Linked DNA regions of Sus scrofa: region 1 is linked to region 2. Evidence: chromatin contacts called from public Hi-C data. All regions are on one chromosome and are shown on one strand. Each heading gives the region's core, a stretch centred on a gene start, on an enhancer-like site or on the middle of the called end of the contact. The rest is flanking DNA. Distances are from core to core; before and after follow the strand shown. Region 1 overlaps AGR2 (anterior gradient 2, protein disulphide isomerase family member). Region 2 holds the start of TSPAN13 (tetraspanin-13).

Region 1 (2,700 bases), core at 68-2,567, 45 kb before region 2:
TAAAAAGCAAAAAACGAATAAATAAAATAAAAAATAAAAAATAAAAAAATTCAGACCCTCAGACATACATATTCACTGAATAGGCACTGAATATTTTTTATCACAGAAATTTCTATTGGGTGGTACTGACCTAGAAGATAGGTTGAGAAGGATTGTGTGGCTGTGTCTGGACAGGAGGAAGGATTGTCCTGGCCCATCAGCAATGCCCCCTAAAGGTGCTGGGAGGACCAGGGGAAGCACATTCCAAATGTACTAGCCATTCCTGAGATAACAATATATAACTACTGCTGTAGCTCTGATTTGACCCTTAGCCTGGGAACTTCCATATGCCACAGTTGCAGCCATAAAAAGCAAAAAAAAAAAAAAAAAAAATATATATATATATATATATATATATATATATAGTGTCTAGTAGTGCGTTTGACTCTCATAATTTTTGCCCACATTAGTGCTTGACAACATGAAGAAAGCTCTCAAGTTGCTGAAGACTGAATTGTAGAGGGAAAAACAAAACCTCCAAGCTCCTCCCTCTGTGTTAGGCCTTAAGACCTGGAATCACAGAAGTTCTGAGAAGACTGTGGAGAAGGCACTGGTGAACATACTCATTAGTCTTCGGTTTCATGTTACAACAGCTATTTTTTAAAATTTGGTTTTAAGTATACATGTGTGAACACTACCTAACTGTATACTACCATAGTGAGCCATGATTTTTTACAAAATAAATCCTTTTAGGGGTGTTCAAACTGTGTTTTTTTTTCCCCCAACCTGGTCTTTCACAGGAAAGCTATTTGGTTCATTCGCCGAATAGGATTTTTAGACACACAAATATTCAAAAAGGGGACGAGACAAACCTAGTTCCAGCAATGACTACCAAAGATAGTCAGTTATCATCTCATCTCACTACAGTTTCTCACCAGGGAACTAAAAGTAGATAAGAGTTTGAACAACAGAAGTATCAAGTGATATCTTCTAGTGTGAAAGAATATCTAGAAGGGCATCCCAGGAAGATCAGTACCTAATTGAAGACCACCCCTCCTCACTCTTGGGAGAAATTCCTAGATACATGCTGGAATTTAACAATTAAATTTTAGTTAGATTTTCCTTTCAGGGAAAGCCTCTGGCAAATAGCTTTCTCCCTCAGAAGACTAATTTTGGGAAAAAGTCATTCAAAGAACATCAGTGAACACACTCCAATGAAATCCTGAGAATTAGGAGTTCCCGTTGTGGCTTAATGGGTTAAGGGCATGACGTATTCTCTGTGAGGATGTGGATTGGATCTCTGGCCTCACTCAGTGGGGTTGAGGATCCAGATTTGCTGCAGGCCATGGCATGGCCACAGATGCAGCTTGGATCTGGTGTTGCTGTGGCTGTGGCGTAGGCTGGCAGTTACAGCTCTGAAATGACCTCTAGCCCAGGAACTTCCATATGCCACAGGTACGGCTGGAAAAAGAAAAAAAAAAAAAAAATCCTGAGAATTAGCCTCCTAACATACTTGGTTTCTTCAGGTTTTGGAGTACTGGCCTGGAATAACTTCCTTTGACTTGTTCCCATTTTCGTCACCCGAGGGTGGCTGGCTGGGAGAAGAGCAAAGGGCAGTGATATGTCTCTGGGGTAGAGGTCACTACTTATCTTTGGAAAGTTGAGAGAAGAGATGACATCAGATAGGGGAGTAGCTTCAGCTACTTTTAACTCTTTACTGTGCCTGACAAAAGTTAGAACTGTGTGTTAATTTCTTCACTACATATTTAAGCTACATGCATTGTTATGTATAATGCCTTTATCACCGCACCTCCACTGCTTTCTTCGGCCTCTGAATAGCTGTAGTGGTTTGTGTAATGCTTTGCATACTGAATATCTATTGCTTGTCTGTTATAACTTCTTTGGTTGTTTGTTTGGCTAGAGCCTTTTCTGAATAGATCCTTTGCCATTATTAACTTTTCCAGTGAATACTGTTTAAAAATTTCTCTCTGACACAGTCAGTACTGTCCAAGAGCTCAGCACTAATAGGTTCGAAGCCTATGCTGTTGATTTAACAACATACAAATCCTTAGCAAAAATATCACCAGTGGGACTGAGTGCTCTTCTCATAAGTAGGTAACCTACCTGTGCTTAAAAAGGTAAATTATTCCATTTAGAAAGCTAGAGTTTCACTTATATACACAAATATTTTGAATGACAACTTCTAAGCTACTTAAGTTTCCCTTACTATAAAGCAAAATAATGTTTTTAAAATTGGGCAGATGTGAAATAAGATTAAGTCCTTAAAATGTATTGAATGACAAAATGCTATTTAACAACCCAAATAATTTAAAAAATACAAATAAGTCTCTAAGTCAAACGACAAGTTGCAAGGAAAATGAGTCTCCTTTAGCAAAGTGTTAAAGAAATAGTCAATTTAAAAATATGATTAACTTTGACCCAGTTTCCTCTACTTCTAAGAATTTGTCCTAAGGAAATCATTCAAGAGAAACAGTTCTGTGAGTATACCAACAAAAACATTATTTATACACACCAAAAAAAAAAAGCTAATGATTACACAGTTCATTAATACAAAGTGTACTATATCATCATCTGTAAAAGAAAAAAACCATTGGGGAGAAACAAAAAGGGTACGTGAAAGAGGAAAAGATTTTATGAATTTCTATGCTATGATATTACAATATGGGAAATGTGTACATACACAGGTTAGAAAAAGAAGCT
Region 2 (2,700 bases), core at 5-2,504:
AGGCTCGCTTATTTACTGGAGAATTTCGCTTAAAATGGAGTTTGGATATTGATAAAAAAGGAAACGCATGGAAAAATCATCAGGTATGAGCACAACTCCCCTTCGCCCCACCCCCACCCCCGCGCCCGCTATTCTCCAAAAAAGACATTCCTTTATGTAAGCACGAAACAAACTTCGGAAGCTGCGGATATCCTGAGAACCTACTGGGTGGCCCCAATTAAAATCACAGGCGCACATACAGCTTAAAACGAAAACCATCCATATGACCGCCTTGTCAGTTTCAGATCAAGATATTTTTCCAAAACTGTCCTCAAATCCGAGGCGGCTCCCCCGCCTCCGAATGCGCCTCAGATGGCTTTGGAAAGCCAAAAGCGAGTTTCAGAAGGGATACGTATGGGGAGGTCTGGTCAAAAGACTGAAAAACAAGGCGGTGGGCGAGGGGGTTGGGGAAGAGCAATGTGGCTGGGGAAGAGCAATGTGGCTGAGACGCGGCCAGTGAGCCAGAAAGACGGCGGCTTCACAATGAGAGGAAGAGACTGCGACAATCGCCGGCTCCCGGTCCCTGGCAGGGAGTGATGGCGAGGCCGAGGGCGCTCAGAGCGTGGGAAGACGGGAAGGGGGTGCAGGATGAAGTGAGAGAGTCGCTGGCCAGACAGGGAAGCCAAAGACCACACAAGCAGGTGCCAAACCCCCAGGCAAGGAGGTATGGGCTTGGGATACTCACCGTGTAGAGTAGGTTCAGCGCACACAGGCAGTTCTTGGAACAAGCGAAGCCCCCGCAAACCATCTTGTAGCCTGTGGTTCCCGGCAGGCTCCTCTACAGGTAAAATCTGGCTCCGGCTGAGCCTCCGGACAGCCTCTTTGTCCTTGCCTTTGGGGCCTGGCCGAGGCGAGGCAGCAGCGGGGACACTGGTGGGGAGACCGGGGCTTGGGTAGGGGTTGCAGTGTGCTACGCGCCCGCGGCGACTCCGACCCGCTCCGAGACCTGCGGCCACAGCAGCTGGAGCCGGAGCCTGAGCCTCGCCCAGCACCCCCGCCTCGCCCCGCGCACTGATTGGCCGCCGGCGGGGAACAAAGGTAGAAATATGCAAATAAATGCGCTCAGCTAGCTTGGATCCGGGAGGGGCGGAGCGGCCCCTGGGAGAGAGGGAAGGGGCGGAGGCGGTGGGGGAGGGTGCCCGAGGCTAGAATGTGTGACTGCGACCTTGCTTGTTTCCTGGGGAGCAGGTGAGGAGAAATGGGCGGCGCTCCACCGAAATCCACGCTGGCAAGGAGAAAGATGACAGCACCTCTCGATTCTTGGCCCCAGCGGGTGACGTGGCACCATTTTGAACGAGATCTTAAAATTAAGCACCTGACCTTGTGAAGGAAGGAAGGAAGCAAGCAAGCAATAAATGAATACATGTGAAAGATTTAAAAGAGAGAATAAGTGAGAAAAATAAAATTATACGGTCTCCACCTCAGTCAATTCATTAGCACTTTCAATGTCTACTGTAGAAATGTGTCATGTAGCCTCAGATTCCTCATCTGTAAATCGGAATATTAATGGTATGTCAACCCCTTTTTGCACAGCACCTGGCACAGAGTAAGGACTTGGTAAATATCGGCAAGTATTAACATATCTAACAGTTTTTGAGTACCTACTGTGTTCCAGGCACTAAGCTAAGCCAATAAATATTTCATGGTGCCCACTACAAAAAAAAAAAAAAAAAAAAGTTCTTACAGAGAATTTTCAAATACTTATAAGAAACCTAAAGGTTCATGCTAAGTAAATTATATCATAGCAAATGAAACATTGTAAATAAAACAATGCAGCTAATTAAAATAACTTATCTTTTTAGAATTGTCTGCTCCCTTTACCTCCCCAGACCCAACCACACCAGGAAAGCCACATTCTAGAGCTTTTGTACCCCATGTTAGTTAACTTTTTGTATACAACCAAAATGAGTTCTAATTTTTTTTTTTCAACTGGATGACCCTCAAACCCAAATAATACTTTGGCAGTCAGCTTTCCATTTTAGAAGCCAGAGGCTTACTAAAGAAGAAAAATTAAATAAATAACAAAATCCTACTGTATAGCACAGGGAACTATATTCAGTACCCTGTAATAAACCACAGTGGAAAAGAATATTAAAAAGAACCATTTTGCTGTACACCAGAAACAAATACAATGCTGGTAAATCAACTATACTTTTAAAAAAGAAGAATTATTGGGGAGATCTCTTCTTCCTCTTCTCATTCCTGGATGTCACCAACACTGCTACCACTTCAGCATTACTCGACCAACTATGACGATTCTCTCTGCTTTCTTCATAATACCGTCTACTCTCCCTGTGGGTTAAATCTCTTTTTCTTGTAGAAATGTCCCCTATCCATCAGAGACCCAACAGGAAGGAGATGCTCATTCAAATGATTGAGAAGAGTTTAATAAAGAGACTATTTTGAAAATGTGGACAAGGTTAAAGAAAGCCAACAAAGGGTGGTGAAGCAGCTCAGAGCTAGCAAGAGCAGGCAAGTATAATTCCCTTAGGTCTGAGGGGCTCGTTTAAGGGAGCAGTTACAGAAACCAGGCAAGAGCTGCAGTTGTAGGAGGGCTGGCTAATAGAACTTGTGGCCTATAAGAGAAAAAGACAACAGAACGACTGAAAAGTGGAAAAGAAAACAAGTGAATATAGTGGGGTTTCTGCTTAGAATTTGGAT

Evidence for each region. Hi-C and Micro-C count contacts between places; a contact is called where the count stands out from the background.
Region 1: a contact with region 2 is called in a Hi-C map of liver, with 2.1 times the contacts expected there. The contact joins the enhancer-like site here to the promoter of TSPAN13 in region 2. A contact is called at or near these places in 1 of 5 promoter capture datasets (liver), 4 of 47 Hi-C or Micro-C datasets (liver and skeletal muscle) and 1 of 2 datasets of contacts at active chromatin or transcription factors (alveolar macrophages).

Annotation. Positions count from the first base shown.
Region 1 is chr9:86,040,113-86,042,812 of Sscrofa11.1, reverse strand. AGR2 (anterior gradient 2, protein disulphide isomerase family member) reads left to right here. Exons shown (of 8, transcript NM_001244968.1): 8 at 450-537. The coding sequence ends at 499. Among named protein-coding and RNA genes, the nearest start is that of AGR2, 12 kb to the left of the region's middle. Within about 2 kb of position 1,317, at least 7 of the 83 cell types and tissues checked have an H3K27ac peak or open chromatin away from gene starts, as enhancers often do. A contact at or near this core is called in alveolar macrophages and liver, where this site is marked.
Region 2 is chr9:85,994,935-85,997,634 of Sscrofa11.1, reverse strand. It overlaps TSPAN13 (tetraspanin-13), which reads right to left and starts at 1,254. Exons shown (of 6, transcript XM_021063408.1): 1 at 725-1,254. The coding sequence starts at 787.